Regions from separate parts of the Mus musculus genome. Here region 2 is linked to region 1. Evidence: chromatin contacts called from public Micro-C data. All regions are on one chromosome and are shown on one strand. Each heading gives the region's core, a stretch centred on a gene start, on an enhancer-like site or on the middle of the called end of the contact. The rest is flanking DNA. Distances are from core to core; before and after follow the strand shown.

Region 1 (3,972 bases), core at 549-3,048:
TTTTCAGTGCTAAGGATCAACCTCAAGGCTCAGACGAGGCAAGCCCTCTGCCGCTGAGCTGCATCCCTTGCCTTGAACTCAGTCTTTATAATCTTCCTAATTTCTTTCAATGTCATTGTAGTTAAGCTGTGCGTTTGTAGAGTTGCTGTTCTGGTGCTTAGGATAAACCCAGGGCTTTCCTCTTTCTAAGTGTGTGCTCTTCCTCTGAGCCATTAATTAATCAGTTACTATGTGCTACCTCCAGCTGCCACTATTTAATATATTTATCCTAGTGCTATTTTTAAATAGTTAATCTTTTTGTTATTTTAATTATGTGTGCGTGAGCTGTGAATGCAGATAGATTCCCCTTTGGAGCTAGAGTTGCAGGTGGCTGCGAACCACCAGATGTGGATGCTGGGAATCAAACTTAGGTCTTCTGGATGGACAGTCAGTGCTCTTAACCACAGAGCCATTTCTCCAGCCCTATTTGAAAATAATTTTAAATCGACTCATATCCTTTTCACTATAGTATTATGTTTTTCTTCTTCACTCTAGTTCTAAGCATTGATATTCATGGAATCGGATTTTTTAAAATGTGCTTTTGGGACTGGAGAGATGGCTCAGAGGTTAAGAGCACTGACTGCTCTTCTAAAGGTTCTGAATTCAACTCCCAGCAACCACATCTGTAATGGGATCCGATACCCTCTTCTGATGTGTCTGAAGACAGCTACGGTATACTCATATAATTAAATAAACCTTTAAAAAACTGTACTTTTGTATCTTCATCTAAAGTTATCCCTGGGAAACATCTGCACACACAGGGCAGGCTAATGGATGTGCTGGGGACGTGGAGGAACAGGCCTGCGAGCCCAGCATCTGGAGGTGGGAGCAGGAGGGACAGCATTCCAAAGTCAGGCTAACAAGTTACATTACCGTCAGAGGAGTTCCTTCCGTGATAGGTCTGTTGGAATCTAGGATCAGAGGACAGCAATGGCTTTAGATTGCAAGATGGGACAGCCTGCTGTGCTTTGCAGCAAAAGATTCTGTGTTGGTTCATTTATCATTTTCACAAACATTTAAAAATTAACTGATTTACTTAGTTGTGCGTGTGTGTGTGTGCACTCATGTGTGTGAGCACTTGTGTGTGTGTGTGTGTGTGTGTGTGTGTGTAGGTCAGATGATACTGTGTGGGAGTCAGCTCTTTTCTTCAACCCTGTGGCCCTAATCAGGCTTGGAGGAAGTTTCTTTACTCACTGAAACATCTCTCCAGTCCTCATTGTGCTTTTTGTTACTGTTTGACATGGGGTCTCATACAGCCCAGCCTAGCCTCAAACATTTTATGTAGCTAAGGCTGTCCTTGAACTCCCAGTCCCCCTTGACTGCCCCTCGAGGGCTGAGACTGCAGTTCTGAATCACCAGACCCAGACTACTGATTTCTTTATGTGCACTGAATGATGAGCATCGTCTTTTGGGAGACTAAGTCAAGATTTGAAACATCCATGTTTGCCAAGGATGACCTGGAAACCACTATGTAGCCTAGGTTGACCTCAAACTCATGGCCATCCTCCTGACTCAGCCTGTTCAATGCTGGAGATTAAAGGCTATACACGGCTATACATGTCTGTTAAATATACTTTCACTCTTCCATGAAGTTTTACATTATAATAATTATGTGTCCATGATGACTGTGACTTTATGGTTTTTTTTAATCTGTTTTAAAGTTTATTTGATGTATATGAATATTTGTCCTGCTGTATAGCACTTGGGTGCTTGGTGCCTGAAAGGCCAGAAGAGGGCATCAGAGTTACAGACAGTTGGTAGCTGCCATGTGGATGTTGGGAATTGAACTCAGTTCCTCTGGAAGAGTAGCCAGTGCTCTTTGCTGCTGAGCCATCTCTCCAGCCCCTTAAAAGTGTTTTTAAACTTGTGCCTGTTTAGCACCTAGAAAAGGCAGTAGACACATAACGTGTATTCCATAGGTATTTATTGAATGAGCAAATGAATGAACAAATGAACAAAAGAAACCTGATTCCCCAGCTCTTTCTTTTTACTATTTGAACTCCACAGAAGCTGTGTTTTATAGTGGGTTGGTCTGGTGCTGCTTGTATTCAAATGCTAAATTCTGTACCCCAAGATCTGGTTGTTCCAAGAGGAGCAGATCCTCATGTATATCAGCTTTTGTTGTATAAACCTTGCCCCTCACCCAAGTTATCTGTGATTGGTTAGTAAAGATGCCTACAGCCAGTAGCTGGGCAGAAGAGAGGTAGGCAGGACTTCAGTTCCTGGGCTTGGAGTCTGAAGCAGGAACTACAAAGAGAAAGAAAAGGACACAGGGGAAAATGGAAGCCACTGTGGGTAGGTAGATTATGAGCACATGGCCATGAGGGCCAGACTGTTGAAGTAGAAACAGCCTGGGCAGAAAATGGCAAGTAATATCTCAGGTTTATTGACAGGGAAGTAGACAAAATAGACTGAGGGTTGATATCTGCCCCACTCTAGTGCTTTAAGGCTTATTTTAAATAGAAAGGTTTATGTCCTTTATTTGGGAGCTAGATGATCTCTGGTGGGGTAGAAACCTACAAATAATATTTACCATACCAGTGTTTGACTTCCTTTCTTCTGTCTAGGAAGAGCTAATGAATGTCTGACTGGCTTGATGGCACAAGCTTTTAATCCCAGTACTTGGCAGAGGTGGTGGAACTCTGTGAGTTCAGAGCCACCCCATTATACATCATGGGTACGCAGTGAGAGATGTTGTCACAAACAAGCAAATTAAAGGCTGATATGTTTGGGTCGTTAGTATTATAGTACTTTTGGAGTATTAATGAATCAGTCTAAAGAATATTAAACAAAAGTACTCAAATTGGCTCTTCTCACAAAGGTAACCATAGTTTCATGCTGAAGCTATGGCTTAAGAAAAAACTGTTGTGGGGCTGTGTCCCAGCCTCGGGTATTTGATATTAGTCATTCTGATTGAGGTGCTGTGGACTCTTGATGTGGTTTTAATTAGCATTTTTCTTGATGGCTAATGATCTGAACTCCCCCCCCCCCCATATACTAACTGGCCATTTGTGTTTCTTCCTTTGAGACATTTTATTTGAGACATTATTATTATTATTATTATTATTATTATTATTATTATTATTATTTGTTTTTCGAGACAGGGTTTCTCTGTGCAGCCCTGGCTGTCCTGGAACTCACACTGTAGATCAGGCTGGCCTTGAACTCAGAAATCCGCCTGCCTCTGCCTCCCAAGTGCTGGGATTACAGGCGTGGGCCACCAATGCCTAGCCATTTGTTTTATTTATTTGCTCATTTAAAAACAAGCTATTTTCTTCCTTTGGGTGTTCAATTTTTAAGTACAATGTCCTTTTAGACTCAACCTGGCAAAGCTTTTCCTACTCTCTGTTGGCTTCATTTGGATTGTTTCCTTAGCTATGAGAATCTCTCCTCTCTTCTCCTCTCTTCTCCTCTCTTCTCCTCCTTCTCCTCTCTTCTCCTCTCTTCTCCTCTCTTCTCCTCTCTTCTCCTCTCTTCTCCTCTCTTCTCCTCTCTTCTCCTCTCTTCTCCTCTCTTCTCCTCTCTTCTCCTCTCTTCTCCTCTCTTCTCCTCTCTTCTCCTCTCTTCTCCTCTCTTCTCCTCTCTTCTCCTCTCTTCTCCTCTCTTCTCCTCTCTTCTCCTCTCTTCTCCTCTCTTCTCCTCTCTTCTCTCTTCTCCTCTCCTCTCCTCTCCTCTCCTCTCCTCTCCTCTCCTCTCCTCTCCTTTCTCCCTAAGGTGTAATGATTAATTCTTCCCTTCTCCCCTCTCCTCCTTAAAGTAACCATCAGACTTGGTTTCAAAAAACAAATCCAAGCTGTGGAGGCAGGAGGACCACCAAGAGATTGAGGCCGGACTGCTCTTCATGGCAATTTCCAAGTCAGCCTGTGCTACAGAGCAATTCCCTGTGTCAAACAAGCAAACAACCAACCACAAAAAACAGAGCTGCTGATCCAC
Region 2 (3,834 bases), core at 1,316-3,815, 83 kb after region 1:
TGAGTGGGAGAGAAGTATCCATTGTCACTGTTGGGCAGCATTGAGGGTACCAATGGGTGCTGGTGGCACTGATCATCACTGGGGGGTGTCTTAGTTACTTTTTTATTGCTATGACAAAACATGGCGACCAAGTGAGCCTCTTGGCAGAGGCAGAAATGGATGCCCTGGCTCCTGTTTATACCGGTCCATCAGGTGAAGAATGGGGGAATTGAAGCTCAGTGTTTGTGTGCTCAGCCCATAGAATGGAAGGTTTCTGCTTGATGCTGAGGGGATGGGATGCTAAAGGAAGCTCAACAGGGTCACCCGCCCATAAGGAAGGGGATGTAGATTCTAGTGCCCACTCCGTCCCCAGTCCCAACTCCTGCCTGCTCAATGAGAGCATGGCTGTGTTTGCTATGTGCCAGTCTGTGCCAGGCATGCTAGGTGAATTATTTGCCTCTCAAATCAACCTCCAGAGATGAGTGCTTATCACTGCCTTGTTACTGCTCAAGGTTGCATAGCCACTCAGTCATCGGGACAAGATTTGAACCTAGGTCTCTGTGGTTTACTCAATATTGGGGCATTTTACATGATAAATTTCTTGATACAGTGTCAATGCTGAACTGTAGGGACCTCAGTGAGCCTTTTAAAAACATCCTCAGATGCCCCAGGGTGATTCAGAGCTGGGGGCTAGGGGCGCTTCTCATTCTTAACAGTCCGTTGAACCATGCAAAGTTGTGAAAGATCTCAATTCTTTTGTTAATAAACAGTATCGAAAACCATCCTTTCAGGTCAGTTGAGCTGTGACTTTAAGAAAAATTTTATCACATTACTGACCACTTCTGAAACAGTCTTTGGTTGAACATCTGAAGTTTACTCTGAATCTGAGTGAGTCTGTGGACACACGTCCTGGGTGATGGGGTTTTAGGTGCTTTGTGGGTTCAGGAGTCTACAGCTTCTCATGTTGTGACCACTGTTGTCTCCTCTCTCCTAGCTGAGCAGGAGGACACTCAGAAGAAAACCTTCACCTGCTGGATAAACTCACAGCTGGCAAAGGTGAGGTGACGTCAAGCTGTGAAAGTTGTTGCTTCCTCAGTCCCAAAGCTCTCACCTCAGGGTGGTCAATGCCTGGATTTCCAGCACCTGGGTGCTTGAGGCAGGAGGGTCAGGGGTTCAAGGCCAGCCTTGGCTGAATACTGAGTTCAAGGCCAGCTTGGGCTCTGTGAGACCCTGTTGATAACAGATAAATACCAGCTAAAAATGGGACATTGTGATGACCCAGAGAAGGTCATGAATGTCTTTTTATAAGAGAGTGCTCTCACATTGGTGCCCTGGTATATCTGTCACTTTTTCCTGGAACAAGAAAAAAGGCACCTGAGAAGGAGCTGGACAATCCTGTAAAAATATTTAGAGTGATAGCACTTTTTTCATCAAATGACATAATAACAGCATGATGTTTGTATTGAGTGACGGGTGCCAGGCACCACCCTAAACTTGTTCTGTGTGACGATGAGGAATGCCTATGGCACCTATTGTTTTGAAATCATAGCCTCCAGAACAGCACACTCTTAGAGCACCATTTATTTTGAGGTGAGGTTTTTTTTTTTACTTTTCTCTCTCTCTGTTAACCAGTCAGGTTTTGAACTCCCAGACCTAAGTGATTCTCCTGCCTTAGTTTCCAAGTAGCTGAGACTATAGAAGGGCGCACTACTGCCTGGCTCACGTGTTCTTTCTGTTCTTTTGCTGGGCATTGAGTTCAAGGCTCCTGTGCTAGGCAGTTGTCTTGCCATTGAGCTATATCCTTGAATTCCCTATGACCATTTTCTTTAAAAAGTTTTATTTACTTGTATGCACACTCACCCATGCGTACAGTTGCCCATGGAGCCCAGAAAAGGTCCTCAGATGCCCTGGAGATGCAATTTTGAGCAGCCAAACATTAGTGCCGAGAACTGAACTTGGATCTTCTTCAGGAGCCATACTTGCTCTTAAGCACTAAGCTATCTCTCCAGCCACATTTCCTTTCTTGGTTTGAGACAAGGTCTTACTATATAACTCTGATTAGCTTGGACGTTACTGTGTAGACTCAATAGGCCTTGCCATTCTTTTGCCTCTGCCTTCTAGCGCTAGGATTTCAGGTTCGTTTCACCTTACCAGCCTTCCTCATGATTTCGAAAGGATTTTACAGTATTGCTATGTGAGAGAAAGTATGATTTCTATAGAATAGAGAATGCCTGTGACTTACCCCTGGTCAAACATGTGATAGGGGGCAGTGCTGACCCACAAACTCAGTCTGGACCTAGGGACCTCAATCCAAATGCCACCATCCTCTGTCTCGGTGACACTGAGAACCTCAGACAACCTGGACGTCTGATTAATGATTCTCACCCTCTGTCCTCCCTCTCTGCCCATTCCACACAATGGATGTCATTCTGACCAAAGGGAGACACATCTTCAGTCATGCAGCTTGCTCTCCCACGGGGTCACCATGGCCTGATTCCGAGTGTCTCTGACTGTACTCTCTATGCACAAGGTTTAGGGCCATGAAAGCTCTAGTCAGAAAGAGCGTTGTGTAACTGGGAATAAGCCAGGAGATAAAGCAGGCTCACAGTCTATCTTGCCGTGCTTTGGAATGTAACTCGTGAGGACTGTATCATTCTCTTAAGATAACACCCGATGAATCTTAGCTGTTTTTGAAGACATAAAGCTCACGTAGGAGGTGCTTAATGGTATTTTTGAACCCTTGGCAAATTACTGTTCTTCTTTTCTTTGGCAGCACACACCTCCCTCAGTTGTATCTGACTTATTCGCAGACATCAAGAAGGGGCATGTCCTCCTGGACCTGTTGGAAGTCCTCTCGGGACAGCAGTTGGTAAGATTGCCACATGGTAACAAGACACTTAGTTGGTTTTGTTTTTTTGTTTTGTTTTGTTTTAAAATGTACTTCCTGTTTCTGAGTATTGCATGCGCTTGAATTTTTAGCCTCGGGATAAAGGATCTAATACATTCCAGTGCAGAATCAACATAGAACATGCCCTGACATTCCTGAAAAACAGATCTGTACGTATGAATCACACCTGCAGATTCACAGGAGGGACGGGCTCGGTGGGAGGCTGGCTCCTCTTAACCTGTGTTTCTCTGTTTGCAGATCAAGCTAATAAATATCCATGTTGCTGACATTGTAGAAGGAAACCCGTCCATTATCCTTGGCCTGATCTGGACCATCATCCTGCACTTTCATGTAAGTGTTTTGGTGATAGGAATATTACTAGTCTGGTGTACAAGAAACAGTGTGACCTGCGGGTCATTCAGTCCTGAGCTGCTTCTGTAAGCAGGACTTGGAATCTCCAACAGGTAGAGAACATATGGCAAAGACTGCTTTTCCAATACATGTGTGTAATTAATATATACACACATACAGATATAATAATGATATATAATATATGTGTGTGCATATATGTTATATATACATATATCTGTATGTACACATACATATTTATGTACATATAATTTTTATTTGTTTTAAAGACAGGGTTTCATTATGTAGTCCTAGCTAGCCTGGAACCCTCTATGTAGATCAGGCTGCCCAAACGCACAGAAATCACCTGCTTTCATCTCCCAAGTGCTGAGACTGAAGATTGAGAAGGGGAAACTTTGAATAGGCATGCCTGCGGTTTTCACGGCAGTTCCTCTGAGCCCTCTCCTTCCCTCCTGAGTTTTGGGTGTGGTTGGAGTCCTTAGAAGGTGGCCTACTCTGCTTCACTGTTCGGGAACACCTTGGTTCTTCTTCATTTGTCTCCACTCTGTTCTTTTGGCACTGTGGACTGACCCAGTGCCTCCCTGATACAAAGACTGATG

Evidence for each region. A called contact is a pair of places that touch in the nucleus more often than the background predicts.
Region 2: a Micro-C map of granulosa cells shows a contact between it and region 1, with 3 times the contacts expected there. The contact joins two enhancer-like sites. A contact is called at or near these places in 1 of 39 promoter capture datasets (embryonic stem cells), 7 of 15 datasets of contacts at CTCF or cohesin (CD8 T cells, embryonic stem cells, large pre-B cells and 3 more), 196 of 484 Hi-C or Micro-C datasets (the 4T1 cell line, the AML12 cell line, the AtT-20 cell line and 104 more), 14 of 115 datasets of contacts at active chromatin or transcription factors (acute myeloid leukemia, a beta-TC-6 cell line, bone marrow-derived dendritic cells and 5 more) and 3 of 9 other capture datasets (adipose tissue, embryonic stem cells and liver).

Annotation. Positions count from the first base shown.
Region 1 is chr12:75,794,928-75,798,899 of GRCm38.p6, forward strand. The region is part of intron 2 of Gm40447 (collagen alpha-1(II) chain-like); the gene reads right to left. Among named protein-coding and RNA genes, the nearest start is that of Syne2, 21 kb to the right of the region's middle. Within about 2 kb of position 1,799, at least 3 of the 459 cell types and tissues checked have an H3K27ac peak or open chromatin away from gene starts, as enhancers often do. A contact at or near this core is called in granulosa cells, where this site is marked.
Region 2 is chr12:75,877,361-75,881,194 of GRCm38.p6, forward strand. It overlaps Syne2 (spectrin repeat containing, nuclear envelope 2), which reads left to right. Exons shown (of 116, transcript NM_001005510.2): 3 at 974-1,035; 4 at 2,753-2,848; 5 at 2,959-3,036; 6 at 3,125-3,217. Among named protein-coding and RNA genes, the nearest start is that of Mir5101, 30 kb to the right of the region's middle. Within about 2 kb of position 2,566, at least 20 of the 459 cell types and tissues checked have an H3K27ac peak or open chromatin away from gene starts, as enhancers often do. A contact at or near this core is called in granulosa cells, where this site is marked.